2 separate regions of the Mus musculus genome follow, and region 2 is linked to region 1. A link is a contact called in public HiChIP or PLAC-seq data. All regions are on one chromosome and are shown on one strand. The core of a region is the stretch at or near the end of the contact, and the rest is flanking DNA. Distances in the headings are between cores, read along the strand shown.

The links. HiChIP or PLAC-seq counts read pairs in DNA pulled down with a chosen protein or histone mark.
Region 2: a contact with region 1 is called in an HNF4G HiChIP or PLAC-seq map of pancreatic cancer cells. The contact joins the enhancer-like site here to the promoter of Lax1 in region 1. A contact is called at or near these places in 2 of 39 promoter capture datasets (the 3T3-L1 cell line and 3T3-L1-derived adipocytes), 1 of 484 Hi-C or Micro-C datasets (natural killer cells), 3 of 115 datasets of contacts at active chromatin or transcription factors (the HPC-7 cell line, effector CD8 T cells and pancreatic cancer cells) and 3 of 9 other capture datasets (adipose tissue, liver and pancreatic islet).

The regions. Positions count from the first base shown.
Region 1 is chr1:133,687,858-133,695,076 of GRCm38.p6, forward strand. Lax1 (lymphocyte transmembrane adaptor 1) reads right to left here and starts at 2,251. Exons shown (of 6, transcript NM_001159649.1): 1 at 1,952-2,251; 2 at 964-1,147. The coding sequence starts at 1,049.
Region 2 is chr1:133,819,091-133,825,290 of GRCm38.p6, forward strand. No RefSeq gene overlaps it. Among named protein-coding and RNA genes, the nearest start is that of Gm28441, 13 kb to the right of the region's middle. Within about 2 kb of position 2,296, at least 60 of the 459 cell types and tissues checked have an H3K27ac peak or open chromatin away from gene starts, as enhancers often do. A contact at or near this core is called in the HPC-7 cell line and effector CD8 T cells, where this site is marked.

The sequences.
Region 1 (7,219 bases), core at 1,001-3,500:
TGTCACGTAATACATACGGTATTTAGCCATCCATAATACACATGTATTGCAAAACTATGTGCTAAACATAATACATAAGTACAGATTTTATTTACTGACTACCAAGTGAAAAAGAAAGAGAAAACAACAATAAAGCAAATGTCAACTTAAAAAAGAAATAGTTTTAAGGGGTCAGTGAGAGGGCTCAGTGTGTAAAGGCACCTGCAGCCAAGCCCAACACGCTAAGTTTGATCCCTGACACCCATATGATGAAACTGACTTCTGTAAATTGCCCTCTGACCTCTACACCATTCTACTCCCCCCAGATATAATAAAGAGGGAACTCATTTTAAGAGGGTGCTCCAGGCTTCAGCGATGGATAGGAACTTGGTCCTCTTCGTTTGTGTTTGACCTGCTCGTGACACTGATTTACTCTGGTCATCACGCTGACTTTTCCTGAAACTACAGCAATTCAGGAACAGAATACACTGTCATTGGGTTTTTACTTTGATGGAAGAGCTGGAATTTACCCATTCTAATGTTTCTAAAATCTCAGCGCCCTATCAACAGATGCTTTCCTTTTGTGTATTTGAGATTGAAAACTTCCGGAGCACGTTGACATCCGTGACTAGCTCTGTAAGGTCCTAAAACTTTATGACGTCTGCAGTTACATTTCTCACTCATGACAAGGGCTTTAGGATCTAAAAACTCATTGCAGGGATTAGGCCAAGAGGTTGGAAATCTCAAGGGCAGAGGTCAGGACCTCTGAGTGGAAGAAGATCCCCTCAGAAATTCACCTCTCAGTCAGTCCGTCCCTCTCCCCTCAACCCCAGTATCTCTTTTCTTCCCTCCCAGCATCCCTCGGGGAAACAGCTCTTAGCTCCCCAAGTTTGCTCATCTTGGTGGACCCAGGTCTGGGTTGGAAATAGACCATTCCTGTAGGAGATCAGGGGACCCTGGGGCTCACTTTCCCAAAGCACTCACCCCTGCAGGCTGCCAAGAGTCCCCTGCCGAGTGCTGGGCTCTGAGTTCCTTCTTGTGACCTCTGGAGGGGCCGGGGTGCTGTACATCACTGGACCTCTGAGGGGCTTTGCAGCTTCTAAGCCTTTTCAGTGTCGTGACTGACTAGCCAGTATGGCTTCCACTTTTCTTAGCTCTTTCTAAGTTGCTGATTCATAGAGGGGAAAAAGGGTAAACTGGTATGCATTTTGCATATAATCACCTTTTAAAAAAAAAGTAGATAATAGAATGACAGAAAATTCTCCAAATCCCTATGTATTCCAAATTGTATCATTTTGTACTATTGAAATTTCTTATTTAAGTACCCAAGATGATATATATATATATACATATATATATATGTATATATATATATACACATATATACACATACATATACATATACATATACATATACATATACATATACATATACATATACATATACATATACATATACATATATGGGGGGTGTAGGATCTTGAACTCTGATCCTCTGCCTCTGCTCCCTCAGCACTGGGATTTCCAGGTGTGCACCACCGCACTCATGAAGGTGGTTCTGGAGCTGGAACCCCAGGGCTTCGAGTACCTCATGCAATGCAGCCACCTCCCAGTCATTCTTCCTAGATCATATTCACCAAGGTTCTCACATACAAAACTGGTTTTTAGTTTTTGTTTCTTTCTGAAGCTTTTAATCTTCTGTTCTAGAATGTTCTCCCAACAAACTGCCTTCTTTGGGCTGGTGCGATGGCTCTGCAGGTAAAGGTACTTACTGCCAGTTTAATGACCCAAGTTTACCCTCTGCATGCATAGTGGAAGGCAAGAACCGGTTCCTACAAATTATCTTCTGATCTTCCGAGACACACACACACACACACACACACACACACACACACACACACACAGAACGGCTGTACCACCACTACTACTACTAACAGCAACAACAATAGTAATAAGACCCAAACCTCCCTACCTTCACCTGAAATTCCAGGCTGAGTTGGTAGAAGGTTCATCAGAGTTGGTCTACTGGAGGTGGCCACAATGCCCACTGCAGGAGCCGTGCTCTTTCTCACCCAGCTGTCTGTGCTCCCAGTGTGAAGCAGTAGGGCCACTCTCTAGTTTCTGCCAGTTGATGGAAACATGAGGGGCCTGTGGGGGAGTAGGGAGGCGACTGTCAAGAGGCCCAGCGTTTTCGTGAGAAAATCTTCTTCCTCCAACCCCCAGGGCAGTGTGAAAACAGCAAACCACTCTGGCAGAATGGAAAGTCGCTGACAGGAAGCACCCTCCACCGGTGTGCTAATAAGGCCAGGGCACAGGAAATGCTCCGCTCAACCCAGACAGCAGGAAACCCACCTTCAGCCCTCCTGTTCCCCACAGGCACTCTGGCATCTGGGGCCCATGTGGTTGAAGAGTCAGAGACATGACTATTCACCCTGTTTTTCTGAGTGTTAAAAACCTCTAGGGTCAAAATTCGAAGGTTCAAGACAATGTGCTTGCGTAGCTATTGTCATTGGTTATCTTTACTTATTTATGCTTTTCACATCTATTTACTGTGTCTGCACACATGCCGTGCCACATGAGTGGGGGTCAGAGAACACTGGAGGGAGTGTGTTCTTTCCTACTTACTGTGTTGGTCTCAAGAGTCAAACTAGGGTGTTGGACAGAGGCAAGTGTTTGTATCCAATGAACCATCTTGCACACTATGTTTTTTTTGTTTTTTGTTTTTGTGAGGCAGATCTCCCTTCAGAGGTCAAGTTGACTGAACTCATAGTAGCTTCTTGTCTTAATGTCCCTGGTGATGTGCTTACAGGTGTGAATCAGGCTCAGGGCTCAGAATGGTTCTTACCCCTGCTCCCAACCCAAGACAGGGTTTCTCTACACATCCATGGCTTTTCTTTCTTTCTTTCTTTCTTTCTTTCTTTCTTTCTTTCTTTCTTTCTTTCTTTCTTTCTTTCTTTCTTTCTTTCTTTCTTTCTTCCTCCCTCCCTCCCTCCCTCCCTTCCTCCCTCCCTCCCTCCCTCCCTCCCTCCCTCCCCCCCCCTCTCTTTTTGGTTTTTCGAGACAGGGTTTCTCTGTATAGCCCTGGCTGGCCTGGAACATACTTTGTAGACCAGGCTGGCCTCGAACTCAGAAACCCGACTGCCTCTACCTCCTGAGTGCTGGGATTAAAGGCGTGTGCCACCACTGCCCTGTTCTGTATTTCACTACACAGGCCAGGCTGGCTGACCTCAAACTCTCAGAGGTCCTCCAGCCTCTGTCTCCTAAGGGCTGGGATTGAAAAAGTGTACCACCAATGCTGGCCTTAGAATGGTTCTTAGCAGATCTCAAAAGAGCTAGAATTAGTTGTTTAGAGAGCTGTACAGAGCTGGCACCCGCTTGTGGTTCCGTGGGTGGACTGGCTTCATAAATAGATCTTCTGCAGGTGATAATGCCAGAGGTGAGCTGAGTTTCATACTCTCAGAGCCTCTGTTCCGGTATCATAGTGGGAATGGAACCGAGCCCGGGTTACAGGGCCGTTGGCCACTGTTTCTTCCTCAGGGCTTCTGGTGAGGGGCTATCTGTTGCTGGCCTGGCTCTGCTGCAGCCAGTCCCAGTCCTGGGTAACCTCTCATTTCAGGTACTGCTGGGTTTCTCGCCAGCATTTACCTCAAGCTCCCAAGCTTGGGAGAAAGTTTCGAGTTTGTTTCTAAAATCCCTTCCCTTTCGCTTCACGTGTGTCGGGAAACCAACCCTCCTGGCGAGTCAGCCAGAACCACCACGAGTGTATAGAGGATGCAGGGAGCCTCTCTCACGACACTTGCCAAACCAGGTGGAGCTCCAGGTAACTGGAAGGGGTGGCCTCCGTGCCTTTGCCATTCTGCCTCGCTGGGACCTCTTTCAGGTGCACGCTGGAGTTCTTGGCTTCCAGAGCCTGGACACAACCTACTTGTTCCAGTTCTCCCAAGGCCCAGAGTACTGTGCAGGAAATCCCGCCACGCCAGGCTCTGGGGAGCCTGCTTAGCTAGAGACAGATAGTCTGGGGGCTGGGACCTAGGTCTCTGCCTACATTTCCTTGGGATCAGGTTTGAAGAAAAACTAGTATTCCTTTAACCTGGTAGTGGTGGGAGGCAGAGGCAAGAGGATCTCTGAGTTCGAGGCCAGCCTGGTCTACAAAGTGAGTTCCAGGACAGCCAAGGCTGTACAGAGAAACCCTCTCTCAAAAAAACAAAAACAAAACAAACAAACAAACAAACAAACAAAAACAAAAAACAAACTATTATTCCTCTAACCTGGTAGTGGTGGGAGGCAGAGGCAAAAGGATCTCTGAGTTCGAAGCCAGCCTCGTCTACAGAGTGAGTTCCAGGACAGCCAGGGCTACACAGAGAAAACCTGTCTCAGAAAACAAACAAAAATAAACCAAAACAACAAACCAATCTCGGATTCTGCACTGGATTCCTTGCTCTAGAGACTGGTGGCCAGGTTGCCCTTGTGAAGGTGAGTGGGGCCTCAAGGGAAGACAGGAGGAACTGACCTCAGATGGTAAGCAAAATATTTTTCCCTGTGTGTGATCATCTCTTTTGTTTGTCCAGCCCGCTGCAGGCCTTACCTCCCCCGGTGCCATTCCAATCCAGTGCCTAAGGAAAACCACCTCAGAGGAATTCTCTCCCCAGGCTGCCGGCTCCACAACTTTCCTTCCTCAAGTCAAACCTGGCTAAGAGATTAAGATAAGGTGGGGAACACTTTCTGAGAAACAAGGTGCATGTTTTAAACTGGATTCTTCTAGTGTTCCTTAAAACCTTTCAAAATCATTTTAGTGTGATGTTCGATTATAAACTAGTAGGGCTGGTTTTATTCTAGCTTTTTCTTTGGTCAGGGTCTTGCTGACCTTGAGCTCTCAATCTTCCTGCCTTAGAATTCCCAGTGCTGGGATTATAGGCATATGCCACCGTACTAGGGTTAGATTGGCTTGAAATAGACTCAACTTATGTATATTGGTGAGCAGTCTCTTGATGGAAGTGGGGGAGAGGTGTTGCATGCTACGCCATCAGTGCCCATAATGCCAAATTCTTTCAGATGTCTTCTTCACATAGGCAGGCACAAGTTCAGATTCTAACCACCCAAAGGATCCTGGCAACAGTAAAAGTTAATACACAATATTGTTGTGAAAATTAATTGGTCCACTAATGAAAAATGTCTGGTTCTGAACTTCCAATACACACACACACACACACACACACACACACACACACACACGAGCTTATTAAACAGGGCCTGCTATGCTGTTATAGTGACATTAATCTCATCCTCTAATTAATTAGAACTGTCCCCATTGTCCTCCATTCCACTGTTACTTTAGTCCTTAAACACAGGGCCAGCCTGGCTCTATCCCAAACAAAACATCGGTAACTCCCCGTCCCATACCTATGATGCAGGGCTCACTGGGCAGCTAGTCTTAGGTTCTCCCTTGGCATGGCATCTGGTCTAGATGGTGGCTCCCCTGTGAGTGCATGTATTACACAGAGGCCCTATCCACTCTCACTTTGTATGATGGGTGCCCAGGTATCTTCATTTCATAAGCACTTTTTTTTCCTTTTGTAAAAGACCTGTAAAGTCATCTCTGAAGCCCTGTGCTAGTCCTTTCTGGCATGTAGACCTTGAGGTCATTGTTACTTTTTACCTTGGACTCTTAGATTGTTAAAAACATCAAATATTATCTTTAGAAAAAATATAATAACATCTTGTGTGTGTAAAAGAAAAATGTGGCTCAAGAGTCACCGCTGAATGAGAGAAAAGAAAAATAAAAGGAAGGACGAGACAGGACATGAGTGTTCCTAGGAATGGCGGAGGAGAAAATGTAGGTAAAGGGAGAGCGGTAGCCAGAGGCAGAGACATCTGGGAGAGTCCAGGACAGATGTGACCAGGCGCCAGGTGAGGAGATGGGGGAGGGGAAGGAAGCGAGGAGAGAGGGGAACCAGGTGCAGCAGCCGAGAAGGGAAAAGGTAAAACCAAAATGTCTGGATTATACAGAGAAGAGCCTCTGAGGGAAGGGCAGCGCAGCCCCTGGGCTGGAGAGTTTGGGGTAGAAGGTGGGGTATGTCAGCCATACAGTGTGGCAAGTAGGGACTGGGGGATGTTGAGAGAACCTGGAGGCCAGGTCTGCTTTGTTAGGTTAAATAGACACCTCAGCCATTTGTCCCGGGTTTGAAACTTGAAACAGTCATCTCTGTGAGCTTTCCTCCCTAGGACCTGGGTCTTCTTCTGCGTCTCCATCGCTCTGTATGTGACATGTTTTGGGGGAACTTCTGCCTTTGATGTACATCTTGTCTCCCTGAGTGGTCTCTGAGACCCTTGGGGCAGAAGAGTGGAACTCCCGAGTCTAAGAACCCAGAGTCTCACAAAGATGACTGGGTCTCTCACATGTTTTCTTCAGCGTTTCTTGCTGCATTTCTGATCCACAGCAAGTCGGGTGTGAGATACTGGGGATTGCTCTGTGGCTTTTCATTCTCCCTGCTGTGAACGCAGGGGACAAGGGACAAGGGACAAAGGTCAGTGCTGCTCTCACAGGGAGAAAGCCTGGACACTTATCACCAGACTCTGTCCCACAAAGGTGTCACCAGTAGCTCTTACATTCCTGGGGGAGGGGGTGGAATGTCTAAATTGCCTTGTGTGAAAGAATGAAAAAGAACCCAAAGCAGGCTTCCTTTTTGAGGCATTTTGGGGCTGGGACTACCTTAGATGACAGGGAAAACCCCAGGAGGTCTCCCTTCCCCCTTCATTGTTCAGTCCCTGAGGCCTTTCCAGTCAAGACAGGTCTGAAGCATAACAAAGACAGCAAATACCTTCTTTTTAAGTTAAGGATGTGAGAAAACCAGTATGGTTCCCTCCCTTCTCAGCTCCTGCCTCCACCCTACCCAAGACCTTTGAGCAGCATGAGTAACATTCAGAAGTGAGGATTGAGGCCAGGCCTTGCAAGTGGTCTCTGCACCCTCTCTAAGACAGGGACTCTGAGAGGGGAGGTGGTTGCTATTGGTTGATTAGGAACTTTCAAGGGCAGACCAGTCCTCTGCCTGCTTGGTTCTAATGGGAGTCTCTATTTAGTGTCCCAGGAGACCTACCAGCCTGTCAGCCACAGAACAGTAGTGATGAGGTACATCTGCTATTAACAACCCAACTTTTCTTGGCCCTCAAGCTGCAAGAGGCCAGAGTCCCTCCTCTAAGAGGAAAAGCCAGCCCCTGGGCCCTGGCAGGAAATGGTAGCACC
Region 2 (6,200 bases), core at 1,046-3,545, 130 kb after region 1:
CTCCTGTAAAAGCCAGAAGTGGAAGAGCTGTGATCTCAGGGCTGGGAAGGTAAAGGCAGGAGCCATGCCCCCAGCCCACCCCACCCCGGAGGCTTGCTGGCTGAACAACCCAGTCACCTGCAGAGCTCAAGGGAGCTCAAGGGAGACTGCCTCCAAAACTAAGAGAGAATGATTGTGGAAGACTGCGAACATTGATCTCCAGGCTCCATGTGTACACACACAGACATACCACATACACCCAACACAAAGGAATGGCAAGGGACTGGGTTGTAGCTCAGCACCGTGAAGACACACACAGAAACACACACACAGACACAAAGACACACACACACACACACACACACACACACACACACACACACACACACACACACACAATCTCCATAGACTCCATCTATGGAGACTACAGTCCACAGCCTACAAAGGGCGGGTGAGATTGCTTTGGGGGGGGGGGTCTCCCATGGTTCCATTAAGAACTTGCAGGGACTGTCTGCTTCCTCACTGGGATCCTGGCAGTCCCCACCTAGTCACACCTACCTGCTGTGCCCACCTGATTGTGGGTCACAGATTCCAGATCCACTCCCAGGACTGACCTACAGAGTTTTCTCTTAAAGCCCTGGCCAGGGAGATTCTCTACTGTGCTCGGAGGCCCCTTCTGCCCATGTCCAGCTCAAGGCCTGGTACTGGTAGAGGAAAACTGTCCAGTTACATAGTCAGCCCACTGGAGCCTCTCATGAAAATGCCAGAGACCCTCCAAGACTAGATTTAAGCTTCAGCAGCAGTGGGCGCTGGCGCTGTTCTGTACCCCCAGCTTTGAGCTAAATATAGCGGCAGGAAGGAAGGTGGTGTGGATTTTGGGGGAATCTAAGCAGAGGGAGGGAGTCAGGGGTGGGGGAAGCCTGGAGGAAAATGGGAGTGGGAAGAGAGGCCTGAAGAAAGGAGAGAGACACTGGTGGTTTGAGGGAGAGAAATAGAGGAAGGTAGGAAAGATGCTGAAGACTCTAAACAGTGAGGGGTAGTGCAAGAGAGGGAAGGAGAAGGAGAGGGAGAGGGAGGGGGAGGGGGGAGGGGAGGGGGAGGGGGAGGGAGAGGGAGCACGAACAGGCTGTGCTCCCAGCTGGAAGTGAGCTCAGCACAGGTGTCAGACACCCAGAGTGGAGACAGAAGGATCCCCAGGCCAAGTCCTCATCTGGTTGGCCAGCTGGGAGCCCTCTGTTAGAGTTTGCCTGTTGCAGCAATGATTGACTGGAAACAGCACAACTCTCCTGCCCCCAAATGTCCCCATACTGTCATTGGGGACCCCTGCTGACTGGGGCCAGTCAGCTGCCTACAGTCTGGGACCCAGACTAGATGGAGATCTCCCACTGTTGTGTTGGTGGTGGCTGCCGTGGAGACATGGGGTAGGAAGAAAGGGCTGGCAGGCTTTGCAGCCCTCAGTAGCAGTACAAAGTAGCTGCTTAGGAAATACTTGTGGGTGGTGATATAGAGCAAGCGGGGCTTGGGGAGAGAGGATGAGATTGGATCATTCTCTCCTCTCTTTCTCCTTTTCCCACTGTCCTAGAGACTGGGGTAGGGGACGAGAAATGTGCGAGGGGAGAAGGAAAAGGGAAGCCTCCAGTTAGAGAACAGGGGAGACCAGGCTCCCCAAGAGCAAAACAGTCCTCCCATATGGAAGAACAACTACTATGTATGAGCCTGTTTGAAGGGGGTTTCACGGGGGAAGAACAGGGGTCAGTTTCCTTAAAGGCACAGGAGGCTCTGCTGAGGAATTGGAGGGTCATGGGACATCTTCCCAGGACAGAGGCAAAAGGAATAAATGAGATACACCGAGGTGAGAAGTCTGAGATGCAGTCTAGAGAGGCAGAGAACTGAGAGGAGAGGTGGCTGAGACCAGAAAGGACAACAACGGGGACTTTCTGTCACCTTTGTCCCCAGAGATAGCTTATCCTGCTTCTGCTAGTACTGCCGTGTCCAAAGCCGGCAGGACAAAGCCCCTGACCAGCTGCCACACATTAAAACCTGGGAATTTGTACTGGGGTAGGAGCCCTGTACAACGGGGATGGAAATAGAAATTTCACTCCCCAGGTTTGGGCGTGAGGAAGCATCTCAGCAGCTCTGGGTTGGGGGCAGGGGTGGGGGACACTGAGCACCGAAGGCCTCAAGGGAAGGAGCGAGAGCAGAGAGGGCAGCATGTGGGGTGGAGAAGAGGACCGGAAGTGGCACTGGTTACTTGGTGACACTTGAGAGAGGGGAGGAGGTCCAGCCCCAGCAAGACAAGGCTATACAGGAGGTGAAGCTGCAGAGCCAGGAACAGGAAGTGACTGTGACATGGGTCCTGCCAGGTGGGGAAAGAGACACACTGGGGAACAAGGAGGAGGAGGGCCAGGCTCAGAGAAATGGGAAAGAAGAGGAGGTGAGAGGGGCTAGCTGGCAAATGGAGCATGGGAGAGAAAGGCTGCCAGAGGCCTGGGTTCTGGTGGGGAGGGAAGGATGTGGGTGGGTGGCCACGGAGGGAGGGAGGGCCGTTGAGTGAGCAAAAGGAAGAGTGCTGCTTTTTCTTTTCTTTCATTTCAATTGCTATCAATAATACGTTCCCGAGGAGCCGCCTTTGACAGCAATTAAAAAAGCATTTATGCTCCCAGAGAGAAATCAGAGCAATTCCTCCCACCGCCCTCCACTCTCCAGCAACAGTCCCTAGTGATGATTTCCCTGGTGGTGTGTCCAAACTGGGGACACACAGGGGAGGGGGATGGAGATGAGCCAGGGCATATTTTCCACCCCTCCCTCCCTGGAGGTGCAATAGCTGGATGTTTTATACCAGGCTCTTCCAGAGTGTGGGTGGCTGTGTAGAGATGGGGTATGCAGAGGCTGGGGATTTTAAGTACTCAGTCAAACCCTTTTTCGATTACCATTAGGCGGGCGGGGAGCTGGGCCTCTTTAGCCTGCTGGAGAGGATGCTTGATTCTCTTTGCTAAAGTGCCAAGAATCTGGGAGGTTGAGGAGGGTACCATCCATTTTAGACCTTTGCTGAGCCACGGCTCTGTGTCAGGACCTACAACCCGTGGTGAAGGTGCTTCAGAACAGAGGCAGGTCAGCCCTGCGGGAGATGGTTGGGAGACAGGGAAGAGAACCAGCTGGGTGGCTATGCAGTTGTTGGTTAAGGGGCACTGGGCGGCTACTAAAAAGCTTAGAGTGGTGGTTAGGCTCAGACTCCTGTAATTCCAGCACTTAAGAGATTGAGGCAGAAAAGGCTACCCTGCCCTACAGAGTGAGACTGCTTCAAAAGAAGGAGGAGGAAGAGGAGGAGGAGGAGAGGGAGGAGGAAGAAGAGGAGGTGGGGGGAGGAAACAGAGGAGGAGGAGGGGGAGGAGAAGAAGAAGGAAGAAGGAAGAAGAAGAAAGTCCATGTCTTAGTGTTTTACTGCTGTGAACAGACACCATGACCAAGGTAGCTCTTATAAGGACAACATTTAATTGGGGTTGGCTTACAGGTTCAGAGGTTCAGTCCATTATCATCATGGCAGAAGCATGGCAGCATCCAGGCAGACGTGGTGCGGGAGATGCTGAGAGTTCTGTCTTCATCTGAAGGCCAATAGAAGACTGGCTTCCAGGCAGCTAGGATGAGGGTCTTAAAACTTATGCCCACAGTGAGACACTTTCTTCAACAAGGCCACACCTACTCCAACATGGCCACATCCACCCCAACAAGGCCAGACCTCCAAATAGTGCCATTCCCTGGGCCAAGCATATTTAAACCACCACACTGCAGCACAGCAATAGTGGAGAAGAAAGGAAGGAAGGATAAAGGAAGGAGGGAGGGGTGGTGGCTGGGGGTTGGGGAAGAGGCTCCTGCTTGGGGACCCTGCCCCTTCTGTTCAGTACTTCTATGATGGCTTTGTGCCAGGCACTGCATACATAAGACTTCTCCACTCAACCTTGCAGCTGCCCCATGACGGGCATGCTCTTCAGCCAACCAGGAAACCAATGAGGAGAGAGTAGTTATGTAATTCACTAGAGGTCCCAGAGGAGTGACAGGGCCAGGGTGAACACCACAGTCTGCCTTCTCACTGCCTAGTGCTCCTTTGCATTGGGAGTTAGGGTCCAGCAGCAATTTCCTATCTGGGATTCTACCTGAAGGTGACCTTTCCCATCTGCGAAACACATCACATCCAATACAGAGTGAGGCAGGGAGCTTGGCGGTACAGCGCATGATCAGCATGCATCAGTGAGGTCCTGGATCCTCTCTCCAGCATCCTTTACCCTTCAAAAGGAAAAATCAAGTGGAGACTGGCCCGGAAGGTGTGTGCTTACGATCTCAGAGCTGTTGAGACAGAAGGAGCACACATTTGGGGCCAGCCTGGGCTACAAAGGAAGACTCTCTCAAAAACAGACAAACAACAACAACAAAACCACAAACAACCTTCGAAGGAGACTGGCTAAGTGGGTTTATAGACAATGGAATGTCTGCCACTTATCAGGAGAAATGAGAGCACTTTGTGTCTGAAGACAGACTAATCCTTAGAGCATATTGTTTAGTCAAAATAAGTGCAAGCACACAGCAATATGGATAATACCCTGCCATCTGTGTGAAGAGGGGAAGAGAAGGAGGATTTTCATACAGCTACTATCTTGCATGAAATACCTTCTGCTTCTTAAAAGGACCACTAGGTTTTTTTTTTCTTTTTTCTTTTTTTTGACATCAACTTGCAGTATTTTGGAGGTGGGAGCAGGAAGAAATAAGTTCGAGACTACCCTGGGCTACTGAGTGAGTTCAGGGTCAGTTTGGGTTACTAAATGAGTTCAAGGCCAGCCTGGAATCCCAGCAAGATCCTATCTCAAACAACAAACAAACAAACAAACAAACAAACGGCAAAATGAGAAGGAGATGGAGCACACCAATGTTATGTGCCTTAGATGGTAAGAAGAGTTGCTTAACCCTTTGAGTTCCCACATCATCTGTTATCAGGGATTCTCCCTTCCTCATGTTTGTTGTTGTTTTGTTCTGTTTTTGTGAAAAAGAGCTTGACTCAGAGTCTCATAAATGACTGTGGGCTCTGAAAGGATCCAAGGGAAAAGGGCTGCTCTACTGGTTCCTGGGTCTCAGGAGTGCTGTGGGCATGCCCCTGCCACCAAGATTGGCTGATGTCTAGTTGTATGGGAGGGGGACGTACAGCTCACTAGGAAGAGAGCACCCGCTTAGTGTTAAGCAGTGCTCTGACCTCCGTGCCCCATCCACAACACCGGCAGGAAACACCAAGGCACCTCTATCTCTGAGTGGAATTCTAAGCCATCTCAGACTCTTTTCTTCAAGAAGTTTCCATTGTCCCCAAGGACCAGAGACTGTTTCTGGAGGGTATGGTTTGTAAGGGCCACGCCAGAGCAGACAAGGAGTTATTCGGGAGGCCAGAGTCAGAAGAACATGGTCCAAACAAGGATTCCACATCCATTATTATGCCTGTGAGTCTCAGTTTCCTCATTGGGAGAATGGGCATGCACCCATGAAGACCAAGTACGTGGTACAAGTCCTGTGTTAGTGTGGAAGAGTGAAAGCTGTGTGAAGCAGCCTCATAGAGTTAGGCAAGGGCTCAACCACTCAGTCACATTCTCTAAACCTCGGGATGGTTTTGATGCAACTATTATAGACTGATAAATGCATCAGTAGACAAACTCTCAAACCAAGCCAAGACCACTCTGGATTTCAAAGGAATATGACTTGATCAGGGCAGGTGCTTTAACTGCTTAAAGGGCACAGAAGTAGGCCACGGAACGGTGGCAGGGTAGGAAAGCTCAATGGGTAGCTACAAAAAATTGTCTCCGGGTTTTCTCCATTGGCTGAACAATTAAGGACAGGTATCCTTTTATTGACTGTGCTTGGAGAGTCCCAGAAAAGATAAGACATAGGTATTTTGATCTTATTCTTGAGAAATTCTCTGGTTTATGTGGAGGTCAGAGGTCATTCAGTCAACCAACAAATGTTTACAGAGCCACTTGTGAAATGGCTCTGACAGATGCCACAGGGTGGGTTAGCCATGGTCCCCGCTCTCCAGATGCAGGGGAGATGATTCCCCTCATGAGAGGCTTGATTCTTCAGGAGAGAAAATTACCACTGTGCCAGCTGTTTGTGTAGGAACCAAGAAAAAGGGCAAGCGGTCAGGGCTGGGGAGGCTAAGTCAGAGAAGACTTGGGGAGGAGGGTGGAGCT